Linked DNA regions of Mus musculus: all the other regions are linked to region 2. A link is a contact called in public HiChIP or PLAC-seq and promoter capture Hi-C data. All regions are on one chromosome and are shown on one strand. Each heading gives the region's core, a stretch centred on a gene start, on an enhancer-like site or on the middle of the called end of the contact. The rest is flanking DNA. Distances are from core to core; before and after follow the strand shown.

What was found. Promoter capture Hi-C pulls out the DNA fragments that hold promoters and counts their contacts. HiChIP or PLAC-seq counts read pairs in DNA pulled down with a chosen protein or histone mark. Capture Hi-C pulls out chosen DNA fragments and counts their contacts.
Region 1: a promoter capture Hi-C map of embryonic stem cells shows a contact between it and region 2, with 6 times the contacts expected there. The contact joins the enhancer-like site here to the promoter of Neurl1a in region 2. A contact is called at or near these places in 11 of 39 promoter capture datasets (the 3T3-L1 cell line, the C10 cell line, the HPC-7 cell line and 5 more), 1 of 15 datasets of contacts at CTCF or cohesin (pro-B cells), 20 of 484 Hi-C or Micro-C datasets (B cells, the C10 cell line, the HL-1 cell line and 11 more), 4 of 115 datasets of contacts at active chromatin or transcription factors (T-cell acute lymphoblastic leukemia, acute myeloid leukemia, embryonic stem cells and 1 more) and 3 of 9 other capture datasets (adipose tissue, embryonic stem cells and macrophages).
Region 3: an HNF4G HiChIP or PLAC-seq map of pancreatic cancer cells shows a contact between it and region 2. The contact joins the enhancer-like site here to the promoter of Neurl1a in region 2. A contact is called at or near these places in 2 of 39 promoter capture datasets (embryonic stem cells and hippocampal neurons), 1 of 15 datasets of contacts at CTCF or cohesin (embryonic stem cells), 14 of 484 Hi-C or Micro-C datasets (the G1E-ER4 cell line, the N1E-115 cell line, cortical neurons and 3 more), 1 of 115 datasets of contacts at active chromatin or transcription factors (pancreatic cancer cells) and 1 of 9 other capture datasets (embryonic stem cells).
Region 4: a contact with region 2 is called in a promoter capture Hi-C map of liver. The contact joins the promoter of Cyp17a1 here to the promoter of Neurl1a in region 2. A contact is called at or near these places in 12 of 39 promoter capture datasets (the 3T3-L1 cell line, the C10 cell line, the HPC-7 cell line and 8 more), 2 of 15 datasets of contacts at CTCF or cohesin (embryonic stem cells and stem cell-derived epiblast-like cells), 26 of 484 Hi-C or Micro-C datasets (B cells, the C10 cell line, the G1E-ER4 cell line and 13 more) and 1 of 9 other capture datasets (liver).

What each region holds. Positions count from the first base shown.
Region 1 is chr19:47,490,676-47,493,589 of GRCm38.p6, forward strand. No RefSeq gene overlaps it. Among named protein-coding and RNA genes, the nearest start is that of Gm41858, 6.8 kb to the left of the region's middle. Within about 2 kb of position 1,481, at least 77 of the 459 cell types and tissues checked have an H3K27ac peak or open chromatin away from gene starts, as enhancers often do. A contact at or near this core is called in the HL-1 cell line, bone marrow-derived macrophages, embryonic fibroblasts and 3 more, where this site is marked.
Region 2 is chr19:47,177,524-47,180,655 of GRCm38.p6, forward strand. It overlaps Neurl1a (neuralized E3 ubiquitin protein ligase 1A), which reads left to right and starts at 1,297. Exons shown (of 6, transcript NM_021360.4): 1 at 1,297-2,028. The coding sequence starts at 1,944.
Region 3 is chr19:46,862,421-46,865,472 of GRCm38.p6, forward strand. The region is part of intron 4 of Cnnm2 (cyclin M2); the gene reads left to right. Among named protein-coding and RNA genes, the nearest start is that of Nt5c2, 98 kb to the right of the region's middle. Within about 2 kb of position 1,296, at least 93 of the 459 cell types and tissues checked have an H3K27ac peak or open chromatin away from gene starts, as enhancers often do. A contact at or near this core is called in the G1E-ER4 cell line and pancreatic cancer cells, where this site is marked.
Region 4 is chr19:46,671,401-46,674,333 of GRCm38.p6, forward strand. It overlaps Cyp17a1 (cytochrome P450, family 17, subfamily a, polypeptide 1), which reads right to left and starts at 1,600. Exons shown (of 8, transcript NM_007809.3): 1 at 1,147-1,600. The coding sequence starts at 1,443. The region is part of intron 1 of Gm41857 (predicted gene, 41857); the gene reads left to right. It also overlaps the pseudogene Gm6967. RefSeq lists a promoter at 1,468-2,517 and a cis regulatory region at 1,741-1,840.

The sequences.
Region 1 (2,914 bases), core at 231-2,730, 310 kb after region 2:
AGACCAGGTTGGCCTTGAACTCACAGAAATCTGCCTGCCTCTGGAGCTGGGATTAAAGAAGCTATACCTCTTCTAGGTTCTGTTGGTTGGAAGCCACTCAATCTAGGCTCTGAGAATCAAACTGAGGTCCTGTGGAAGGAAAAGCAGTGTGGACGAGAACTCCTGGCAAGAACTTGAGATGGGAAGAGGCTGGGGTGTTGCTGGTCCAATGCCTAGTTACAGTCCGTTTGGGCTCTCTTTAGCCCCTAAATGGTCCTTCTCTGTCCACCTACCTCTGTGTTGGACCTAACAGCCCATGACTAAGCCCATAACTGACAAAGTCAGGTCCAAGACCTTGTGACTAACCGATAAAAACCTTTTGGGATGTATTAGCAAACCCTAGTTCCACCAATCAAAGGACTCAGAATGTTCTCAGCTAGAGCCTCAGGCCTAGAGTGCTCCCTGTATTGCTATAACCTAACTGCCTAATGTATCCACCTATGTATTTAAAAGCATCTTGATTTAGGACTTTGTTTTGTTACCATAAACACTTCATGAAACTCCTTCCACATTGGAACACAATTTGAGGTCACCTAAATCTGTATTCCCGGGCCATGGTCACTCAGATTTGGCTCCAAAATTAACTATTTCTGGTATCCTTTGAGATAATAGTTGTGTTTCTTGTGTTGGCAGCAGGAAGTGCTCTTAACGGTGGAGCCGTCTCTCCAGTCCATTTCTACATGGAACTCCTTATTTTCGAATGTCCTCTTCCGGCATTTCTTCTGTCACCAGTTCAGACTCCAAAGCAATCCGGAGCCCCACCCCTGACCCCACAAGTCTGACAATCCTGAAGTGTTTGCTGTGGTCTGCCTGGCATACCTTACTTATCATCTTCTGTCTGTCTCAGGTTCTGTTGTATTGCCTGATCTCTGTTTCGCTGCCTTGATACTAATTCCCCTGAACCACTGCAGTAGGCATGGGCTATCTGGTCTACCTGCCCTGTAAGTAAGTTCTACTGCCAAAGATACACACACACACACACACACACACACACACACACACACACACACACACACACACACTTTTTCTTATATACAGATGGTAACCAATGTTTAAATGTTGCTATAAAAAAATTTAAAGCCTGAGGTCAAAACCCTTTTGTACCTCAAAGTTATAAATCATGTGCCTTATGACTCATTTGATGGAAAATTCCAAGTCTGCCTGTGTTGGTGGCCCAACCCCTACTGGAGTGCTGAGACCAGCATTCCCAAGCCAGCTGTCTTTTCCAGGAGAGCAGGTCCCATTCCTTGCCCTTCACCAAGGGCAGGCAAGCCCAGACGCAAGCAGATGCAGCAGGCACAGGCAGAGCTTGCTGACAATACTGAAGTTTCTGGGCTGGGCTGGGCTGGGCTGGGCTGGGCTGGGCTGGGCTGGGCTGGGCTAGCAGCTGCCACTGCAGTATGTAAGTCATCATGCTCCTTCATGTTGAGAGAAGACTCACGCATGGCTCAGAGGTTTTTGGCATCTTCTGAGTTGGAATGCATTGCTCACTTACCAGCATCCACTTGCTCCTGCATAGCCAGGTGCAAGCAGGGTCATACCAGAGTTACAGGTCATTTTCCTTGCTCATTAGTATGTCAAAGGCATACCCTGTGGGACAGGGTAGATTATAAAAGGGTGGACCCTGCCAAGACACTGTACACACACACACACACACACACACACACACACAGAGTGTTTCTGTGTTCTACAACACTTATGTAGAGTATGGGACAGCTTAGGAATGAGCTCTTTCCTTCCACCATGTATGTTCTGGGGGTTGAAATGGAATCATTAGGCTTTGAGGCAACTGCTTATCCCCGCTGAGCCATCTTGTCAACCCCTCTCCCACCGTCTCTAAGGAGTGGTTTCCAATTGTGTTTCTGCAGTGATGCAGGACGGGCTTTTTTGTCCTTGGGAGAATAACCAACAATGTCTCCAGAACCAAACTGTGACATTATGCCGTTCCTTCCCACTCAAAACAGCATTCTGAAACACAGGCGTGTAGAATGACCTCATTCTGAGAGTTACCGGGAATTTCTTCTAACTGTGCCTTTATGAGATTTACTTTCAAAACTCAAGTGCTTGAGACTTGTCATTTCCTTTTTCTTTAATTTCAGTTGTCTCAGGCGAGCCTTTGTCCTCTAGGCTGGCGGGAGGTAGTGGGAGGGTGAATGAGACAGGTTCACCCTTCCCTGAGGATCCATGGGACTCTAGAATTAAACAGCTGGAGAACAGGACAGAGCTACCATCCTTCTGAGGCCAAAGCCTACGCTGATAGAGCAGGGTTCAAACTTCATGTCCCTTCAGGACAGGACATTTGTGGTCCCCTCCTTAGCAAATTTAGGCCTGGAATCTTAGCTGAAGCTATGACCCAGGCTGAGGTCCCGCCCTTCTCAGAGACATCACAGAGCCTCAGCACAGGAGTCCTCCTATCCCCATCCCTGCCATCTCAGCCTCTGCCATCCCCACCCCTGCAATCCCAGCCCTGTCATCCTGGCCTCTGCCACGGGACTGTCAGAGAAGACATTCCAGTCTGCATTGCCTCGGGGTCTACTTATCTGGAAACCCTCCCCAGGCTCCAGGCTTCCAGAAAACACTCCCCAGGCTGTATGCACTAGCAACTCCCCAACTCAGCTCCACACTGCTTCCCTGAGGTAAAGCTTGCCTGCTACTTACAAAGGGCTATGGGAAAACAACGGCTATGCTAACAACTCAGTGGAGGAGCATGCCACTCATCCGAGAGTAAATTCATTGTCCACTTGTTTCAGTATGGCACGGATGTCAGCGGTTGCCGCAGACATCATGCAGGGCCGCCATTATTCTGAGACGCAGAGCTAAGGACATAATAGAAGTGTGTTCCGTGCTCCCTTTCCCTTCCCTCGAGTCCTTTATT
Region 2 (3,132 bases), core at 47-2,546:
TAGCTTGCCTGGAGTCTCTGAAACTTAAGGATATAACATGTGCAATCAGAGGAGAGTAAAAGGCAGGACAGGGGGCTAAAGGGGATCAGAGATGATGTCTAAAGATCACAGTAGGATTTTACTGCTGGCAGGCATGGGGATCCATTCACTGTACAAATACTTCTGAGAATCCGCATGTCCCTGCCCTGGGAGCTAGAACACTGTGAGGAAAGTGGCTGGCCGACTCTCCCCTCAGCAAGCTTATTCTCTATCAAGAGAAGCCGAATCTAACCAAGCAGAAAAGGCTACTTTTAGGCAAAGTCATATAAAAGCCACGAAGAGAATGGGATGACCCTATGGAGAATGATAGAGAGAGGCAGAGATGCTTAGCTGGGGTGGTCAGGAAAGAGCTGTGCCTACACATTGAGGATGGGTCCTATGGAGAAACTTCCAGAAAAGGATGGAGGAGATGTCTGTGTCCCACTCATGACCCAGGGCTCACTCTGGATCCGAGTTGGGAAAGTCCGGTTAGAGTGAGCGATGGCCCCGAGAAGCAGCAAGGCTGATGAAGGTGTGAGATGGACAGACGGACTGTCTTCTCCCCCATGATACACTGGGAGAAATAACCGCCCCAGATCCAAGATGACTTCCTGGTCCCTCCTGCAGGTAGCAGTGCTGAGCTACACAGATGGAAGAGTCACGTGAACAGGACATTTACAGACTGCCCCCTTCCTCGAGGAAGCCACCTTGGTCTACTATAGGCTATAGCACCCCCTCTATCCCTTCCCCAATCTCTTAGTTTTCCAGCTGACAGAATAATTCAACTTGGAACCGATATCTCTCTCATGGTTTGTACCTGAGCTGGGTCCCATCGGCTTGCTTCTGGTCTTGTGGTTCTCCGTTCTTGAACATGCAAAGGATGTTTGAACAGTCAGGAAATGGTCTGACTGGGGTTCTGATTGGAAGTTCCAACTACAGCGAAGGGGAGGTGACTGTATTCCTGATCTCAATTGTCTTAATTCATTATCCACTCACTCCTGAGCGTTTTAACACGTGCCAGGCCCTGAATCCCGTGCTAGGGAGCCTCCATTAGGGCTACCTCGCCACGCCCTGGCTCCGGGGCTCCCAGCGTTGTGGCGGTCCTCTTCCTCTTGTTTTCAGGTTCTATGTCCCAGGACAGGGAGACGCTCAACCTCCGAAGCTCCCATCTATTCCTGACGTCAGGTCCGGAGCAGTGCCGCCCCCAACCCTGGGTCCCGCGCGCCTTCGAGAACTTATAGCCAGCGGGAACGCGGCGCGCCCCGAGACCCACATCTGGCAGAGCGGGCGCGCGCGTGTCACTAAGACGCTCATTAACCTGCGCAGCTGTCGCCATAACAACCGGAGCCCCGGAGTCCTGGCGACGCTAGGGCGGGGGTTGGGGGCGGCGGCCTCGGGAGGGACCTGGCGGGAGCGGGGGCGGTCCACACGAGCCGGGCGCTGCAAGCTCACCCGCGGGCGGGAGGGCGCCACGCACGTCGCCGCGGCCGTCCCCGCGGGCGGGGACCGAGCCCGCCGACGAGCCTCCGAGCAGCCGCGCGCCGAGCCCCGACTCTATGGCCCGCGGGGAGCGCGCCGCCGCTGCGCCGCCCACCCGCAGCCGGAATCCGAGCTCCAGCACCAGGCAGAGCGCAGCGGCTCGCGCCGCGGGCCGGGGCCCAGGGGCCGGGCCGCCCCGGGCGCGGGGCATGGGAGCCCGGTAGCCGGGTGGCGCGAGGACCCCCACGGCGGGCAGGACCCGCCGAGCGAAGACCGCCAAGCCCAGGGAGAGCCGGAGACAGCAAACCGCCCGCCCCCGGTCGCAGCCCCGCCAGGGCCCTCCCCTGGCAGCGCGCACCCGCGCGCGCACACACTTGCACACCTTTCCTCCGCTCCTGCCCAGCCTTGCCTGGCTCCCGCCGGAGCACCCCCGGGGGGCCGATGCCATGGGTAACAACTTCTCCAGTGTCTCCTCTCTGCAGCGAGGAAACCCGAGCCGCGCGTCGCGGGGCCACCCCCAGAACCTCAAAGGTAGGCTTCGCTGACCGGGGAGCAATTGCAGGGAGGGTTGCGGCGCAGGTGGAGTGGTGGGCAGGGGTGCGGTTGGGGACGACCGGCAGGTGCCACCTGTTGTGTGCATTTGGAGGGCGGGAGAGGCGCTTCTGACAGTGGAGGTGGGCTGTGGTGGCAGCTGACCGGTGCTGATGGTGGAGATGAGGGAGGATGGCGGTCGGTGGGGGTCTGCGCAATTCTCCTTATCTGCCCTGGCAACGTCACTGGAGTCCCCTCCAGTGATGCTAAGCGGTGAGAAGAGGTGGGAAAAACATTTGCCGGCTGGATAGGGCAGTGTGGAGGGAAACCTAGGTTTTTCCAGATGAGCCTCCCAAGAGAGTCATTGTGGTCTTTTTTGCATTTGCCTAGGGCTGGGGGAGATCCCGCTGGAAGCACTAGTTGCATTTCCAAGCAGAGGGTCTTAGAGATTCAGGACTAGAAGGGCAGACGCGTGCTCCCGGGGTCTTTGCAAGTGGGTGATCTTTTGCACCGTCTGAGTCAGGTTGTTTGGTTTTGTTTGTTTATTTGTTTGTTTGTTTGTTTTGTGCATCCAAAGACAAAGTATCTGGTCTGAACCCTAGAAAGAGGGGAAGGGAGCTTCCAAACAGATGGAACGTTATCGGGAGGGTTTGCTGTCTATGGCCCATCCAGCACCCTCTGGGGGAGGCCCGAGGCTCTGCCCCAGGCCTTCCAGCTTCCAACATGTCTCTGACCTTTGGAAGATGCTGCTTGGTTTCCTGGGCGCCTGGACCCAGCTAATTCTCTCTGGAAAGCTGATTTTTTTTTTTTTCATCTTTATTAGAGACAGGTTGCACTTAGTTCTAGGGGCACAGTGATAGCTAAAAGTCCCAGGGCTTCCTAAACAGCAATAAGAACAATTAAAAAACAAAACAAAACAAAACCCACAGCATGGCACAAAACAACTTAAGTTCCTCAAGTCTCCCAGGATATGACTAGGGTAGTAGAGTACCCTTTAGCCCAGAGCCTTGGTGTTCATGGAGGATGTTCACAGGTCCCTTTTCAGGGAGTACAGACATTCTCTGGTTTTAGTCAGCAGAGCAACAGTAACCATATTCACTTTAC
Region 3 (3,052 bases), core at 46-2,545, 320 kb before region 2:
ATTCCTTCTCTCCCACTCTGCACTCCCCATCTCCAAGAGGATGTCCACCCCCAACCCCCCACTCCCTGGGGCTTCCAAGTCTCTCAAGGGTTAGGTGTGTCTTCTCTCACTTATATGCACCGTAACTGTAACTGCTAGACACAGTTTTTCTTACCAAAAGGCAAGCTGGACCAGATCACTGTCATTTCTATAGTGGCTGTGTGTCTGTGTGTGGGGAGGTCTTATCCATCCTCCGGGAAGTAACATATCTAAATATCCAAATAAGCCACTGCTCTCCCCAGCACAGGGCAGACTGTGAGCAGTCTCCAGCACAGTAAACAGAAAGCCTGGGCCCCGCCTCTGCCAGGCGTTTAGTGGACAGGAACTTCCCCTGGCATTACTCTTGCTCTTGTCACATACAGATTAATAAATACCCCTTTCTTCTTCCTCCTCCTCTTCAGCTGTCCCATCATATTTCTCAAAGCTTCTGATACAGATTTAAAAGACATGTTTGCTCTAAAGTGGGTTTCACTCCCTTCTCAGATTAGTGTTTATTTGTAACCTCTCAGGTCTTTGGCTGCGTTTAAACGACTCTCACTGTTCTTTGGGTGCACGCTGCCACTGTTTGACCTGCAGTGGACGTGTCTGAGCTGTCTCTGGGACTGCCATGCGCTCTCTTTTCTGTGCTCTCCTGCTCAGGGTTTCTCCAACCTCGACGTGCACGGGAATTGCCCATGATCTTGTCGAATGCTCCCAGTTGGTGCAGAATCGAGCTTAGCCACTGGGATTTGAGTCTTGCCTCTTAGTACACGAGTATGGTTGTAAACAACCAGATGGATATGTATGAATTAATATTTTTGCCCACCATTTTTTAAAATATCCATTTCTGAGGTGAGCTTGCAGAATCCTAGGCTCCCATGTACAGCCACCAGATACAAAGCCATGACTAGATAGCTTGTAAGTGCCGCAGCCACACGAGGAGCAGACGGGCAGCTCTGAGTGGCATGGGCAGGAGACACCCCACATTGTCCTCTTGGCACCCACTTCCCTGGCTTCTTTCCCATTTTCCCTTTCCTTTCCCTCTTTTCATCTGTCACAAGATCGCAGACAGTCCAGGCTGGCCTTGAGCGTTGCCTCCTATGCACTGGCTTTACAGGCACGCACCTAGCTTTATGCAGACCACGCTTTGTATATGCCGGGCAAGCACCCGACCAATGGAGCCACATCTGCAGCCGGCTCTCTCCTCTCTGAAAGCGAGCCCCAGTGGTGGTTTTGTGACTGCAACGAGCACAGGAAGCACCCAGCCCAAGAGTGGACCGGCCACAGTAACCACAAGGTTATCTACTGCATGGGTTATTGGGCCATACTGACTCAGATAGCGTCATATCTGACTAGGATCCGGAGGAAGCGGAGATTCTGTGACTGACTTCTTACGTAGGAAGCCATCCTTGCTCCAGAATTACATGTCCTTCCAGAGCCTCTTTAAGACTGTTATTAAGAATTATTTTTAGACAGGACCTTGCTATATAGCCTGGCTTTGAACTTGTGATTTTCCTATCTCTGCCTCCTGAGTTGGGATAATAGTGACATGCCAGCATATCCAGATAGGCCTCCTTCTCACCCTATCCATTTACAAATCACCCTAGCTCCTCTGAGAAAGGCTGAAGCCCCTCATGTCCTGTTCTGTTTTTTTTTTTTAATTTATAGAGTAAGCTTATGAATATTTCAAAAGTGAAGTCAGTAACGTAGAGCCTTTCCTATAAGGAAACGCTGTGTGGGGGCAGCCACTTGATTCTAAGCCATTTCCCAGTAGGGATGGCCCTAAGCTCAGCCCGGTGAGGTTATTTGAAACTACTGACACTTATATAAACAGATGTTCCTGTTGTCCCCAGAACCTGCCTGTCAGAAAAGCTTCCCTCTGTGGAGGGGCGGGGCGCAGCAGCTTTAAACTCGAGCAAATGGAGAACTAGCCAGTGCTGGGCCTGGGGGGGGGGGAGGGGCCTTTTTTCATTTTTTAATTTATTTTATTTTTCATTAGATATTTTCTTTATTTACATTTCAAATGTTAGCCCCTTTCCTAGTTTCCCCTCCGAAAATTCTCTCTCCTCTCTCCCTGGGGAGGGTCCTTTAATCTGAGGTTTTAGTACTTTTTTTTTTAGATTTGTCTTTTTATTTTTGTGTATGAGTGTTTTGCCTGCATGTTTTTTTGTGCACTGTGTGTGTGCCTGGTGCCCTTGAAGGCCAGAAGAGGGGCTCAGATACCCTGGGACTGGAGTTATGGATGGTTGTAAGCTGCCTTGTAGGTGCTGGGAACTAAACTTGGGTCCTCTGCAAGATCAACAAGTGCTCCAAACTGGTGAACTGACTGGACTGCCCAGCCCCATGCTGGGATTTTATTTCTCATGTGTTAGCTTCTGTGTGTGTGCTTGTCTGCGGAGGATTTCACTGTGTGTGCTGTTTTAATCATGTTCACTCCCCCTCAGCCTCCTCCAGAGTCCTGCCTCCCTCTTGCTTCCTGCCTTCCTTTTGAATCTGCTCTAACTTTGAAAGTGGCCACTGAGCCTGAGTGCTGCTGTTTCAACTCTGTCAGTGGTGGGAGGGAAGGGAGAGAGGGGTGGAGCTTTCCATGGTCAGTTCCAGGGCATGTTTTGAGACTATTTTTTTCTACATCGGAGGGCCCGTTAAAAATATGTGGTCTTCTCTGCAGTGATGGCAACAGTAGATAATGAAATGAAAACCTGGTGGCTCTTATCTACTGCCAGTTCAGGGAACCCACCATGGGAGCTGCAGCCCAGCATCCGCAGTGCACTGATAGTTGAGACTCCTTGGCATCCGAGAGGGGAGTGGGTAGCTGTTCCTACCCTGCCTGGTGTCTGCCCTGAAGGACTTAAGGGATGGCTGTCATCTCGGGGGTGGGTATGGAATCTCTCTAGCCATCTTTCATTAGTCAGCAGACCAGGCCCCTGTGCCTTTGTGGGAGTCTTTGAGACCAAAAATCAGTTTCCAGATCTGTAACCCTTGTTCACAAACAGCCAGAAAATGAGACTCCAAATCTCACATCCTCCTGAAATTA
Region 4 (2,933 bases), core at 350-2,849, 510 kb before region 2:
CCTAGGGACGAGGAGACTGAGAGACTTCCAAGACAGCTCTATTTTTGTCCCCAACCACCAGGCTGCTAAAGCCATACTTGCTGGCCTGTGCACCCAGCCTCAGATCCTCATTTGGAGACAGCAGATGTTTGATCCTCCCAGGTTGGACTTAAGCTTGAGCTATCATCTCTAAAAGATGCCATCTACAAAACACAAGGGTCTAAGTCTTCATTCTCCATCCCCGACTCTCCCCAAAACCCACCAGGCTAGTCTCTTATTCACAGGGTGGTGGTGATGGTTTTATTCCCTTCCTTCCTTCCTTCCTTCCTTCCTTCCTTCCTTCCTTCCTTCTCCCCGTATAGCATTGGCAAGACCAGGCTGCCCTCAAACCCAGAGATTTACCTGCCTCTGCCTCTGCCTCCCAAGTGCTAGCCTTAAAGGCGTGTGCTGCCGTCACCTGGCCCAGTTTATTCCTTTGCTTCTGAGAGGAACCCAAACCTGAGAGAGCCTGGCAGTTGGGCAGCCACGCTGGCTGACCAGCGCATGGAAAAGGAATTTGTTTTGGCCTGTTAAAAGCTGAGGCTGGTCGTCCTCTATCGGGGTACCCAGGGGAACACTTGCAACAGGGTCATGGGAGCACAGGTGGTGTTTGTAGGATGGCTACTCAACAGTCAGCACAAATGAGAACAGATGCCCCAAGATACTACTGTATGTCCCTGTCCCTTGTCCCCTCTCCCCCTGTAATATTCCCCCAGCTATCTGTGAGCCAAAGCCATATAAGAGAAACTGCAGTCCTAGCCCTCCATGATGCCAGCCGCTTCTCCAAGCATCTTCTGGTGGAGGATGCAATCACTGCCCTATTTCCCAACAATGTCACACTTATAGAGAACTTTAGCTCTGGGTCTGGGCTAAAGGCTTTGCCTGGATATTCTAGAATGATTATCGTATCATAGAGGGGAAGGTGAGTGGCATACAGGCTTCTCAGCTCTGCAGGTCCCTGCACCATCTTGCTAGACAAGCCATTCAAGGGTTTTCCCGTTAATTCCTCCTTCCCAGTTTAGAGGTTCGGTAGGGTCTTGAGGGAGCAGTCCCACAAGTCTGATTTTGAAAGAAATAAGAACTGTACAACCCCAGGGACCGAGGAAGAGGAGGGTTGGCACTGCTTACCATCTGGGGCCGACCAGAGAATTCTTTCCCCTTCTTCACGAGCACTTCTCTGGCCAGCTGATAGTGACCGACAATCACTGCAGTTGTGGTACCCAGGCGAAGAGAATAGATGGGACCATACTTTTCCTGCAGCTTGAAGAAGTTGGCATGCATATGACCACGTCTGGGGAGAAACGGTAGACTACCCACCAGGGGCAGGAATGGAAGGCTCCTGGGGAACTTGGCATTAGGTGTCTTTGACTTGGGCCAAAAGAAATAGGCCAGGATGAGCAGCAAGAGACCCACAAGTTCCCACATGGCAGCCAGGTGTAGGCAGATGGCCAGCTGTGGAGTGGAGAAGCTACAGCAATTTCAGCAGAGAAGGAGAACTTTTAAAAGGCGTTTCTGATTGTCACCTTGAAGACGTGTTATCTCTTGGCCTGCAGAAGTTTATCCTGGAGTGTCTCCAAGCCTGAGTCCTCACCCAGAAAAGGGAGAGGAGAGGGAATTTGGCCTCCACAAGGGCTGGCTCAGATTAAGGACGAACTCCTGGAGGAGGAGCTGGCTAAAGAGCAGAGAGTTGGTCATCTCCCTGGGGCTTCTGCGCTATGGATCCTCCCAGAGGCAAATGCTATCAGATTAAGATCAAGGTTTCAGAGTGCGTGCTGTAATGTCAAAAGTGCTGCACAGTTAATAATTAATGTCATCAGGTTGCAGCTAGCCAAAGCTGTCAAAGAGACTTCAGTCTTATTATCTGATAGTTGAGGAGAGAGAGGTCTTTTAGGGTTAGTTTGCATAAGGTCACACAAGGCAGTGATGATAAGAATCCAGAAGTCATAGGCTTTCAGGTACACAGAACATCAGCTCAAGGGCCATTGCAGGTCTCTGTTCAAATAGCTTGGTTACTTTCTAGGTACATTCTCTTGAATGGGCTATTTAATATTTTCTGGAAATAAATGATTTTGTCATGTTACTATGTATAAAACGTAAAATGCATCATTTAAAATACTTTAACTAAGAGCTGGAGAGATGGCTCAGCAGTCAAGATGCCTCGTTGCTCTTCCAGAAGACCCAGGTTAGATTCCCAGCACTGACATGGTAGCTCACAACTTTCTGTACCTCTGGTTCCAGGAAAGCACCTTCTGGCCCCTGAAAGCACCCCCAACACACACGGTCTGCATACATACATGCAGGTAAAACACTCATGCCTATAAAATAATAAAACACTAGTTAAAAATCATATAAAATATCTAACTAGTATCTTAAACACAAAAATTACAGAGTAACATTTTAATTGTCATTTTAAAAATTTATTACATTTGAGCCATCTCTCTGCCTCTTTAATCATTTTTAAAGGTACATTTTAGGGACGGCAATGCCAATACTCAGCTGTAATCCCAGCAGACACAGGAGGGTTGGGCCAGCCTCAGTTTCATAGGAAGTCTGAAGTCACCCTGGGCTATAAAACACTATGGCCCACTCAAGATCAACAGCAAAAGTTTACATTTTAGGCGTATATATATATATATATATATATATATATATATATATATATGTATTGTGCAGCGAATTTTATTGATGGTATTCAAGAGGGTAGGGAGGGCTCCCTAGGCCCCTCCTGTTATTATGGGGGTCTGGGATGGAAATTGTGAGGGAGATGCTCAGAGTTGGGCTAGGGACTCCTCAGCAACCGAGGGCCTCTCTCTTGCTCTCAGTGTCCTTGCTGGGGTGGGTGGTCCAGGGTTTCTTACTCCTTGAAGGCCATGTAGGCCATGAGGTCCACCACCCTGTTGCTGTAGCCATATTCA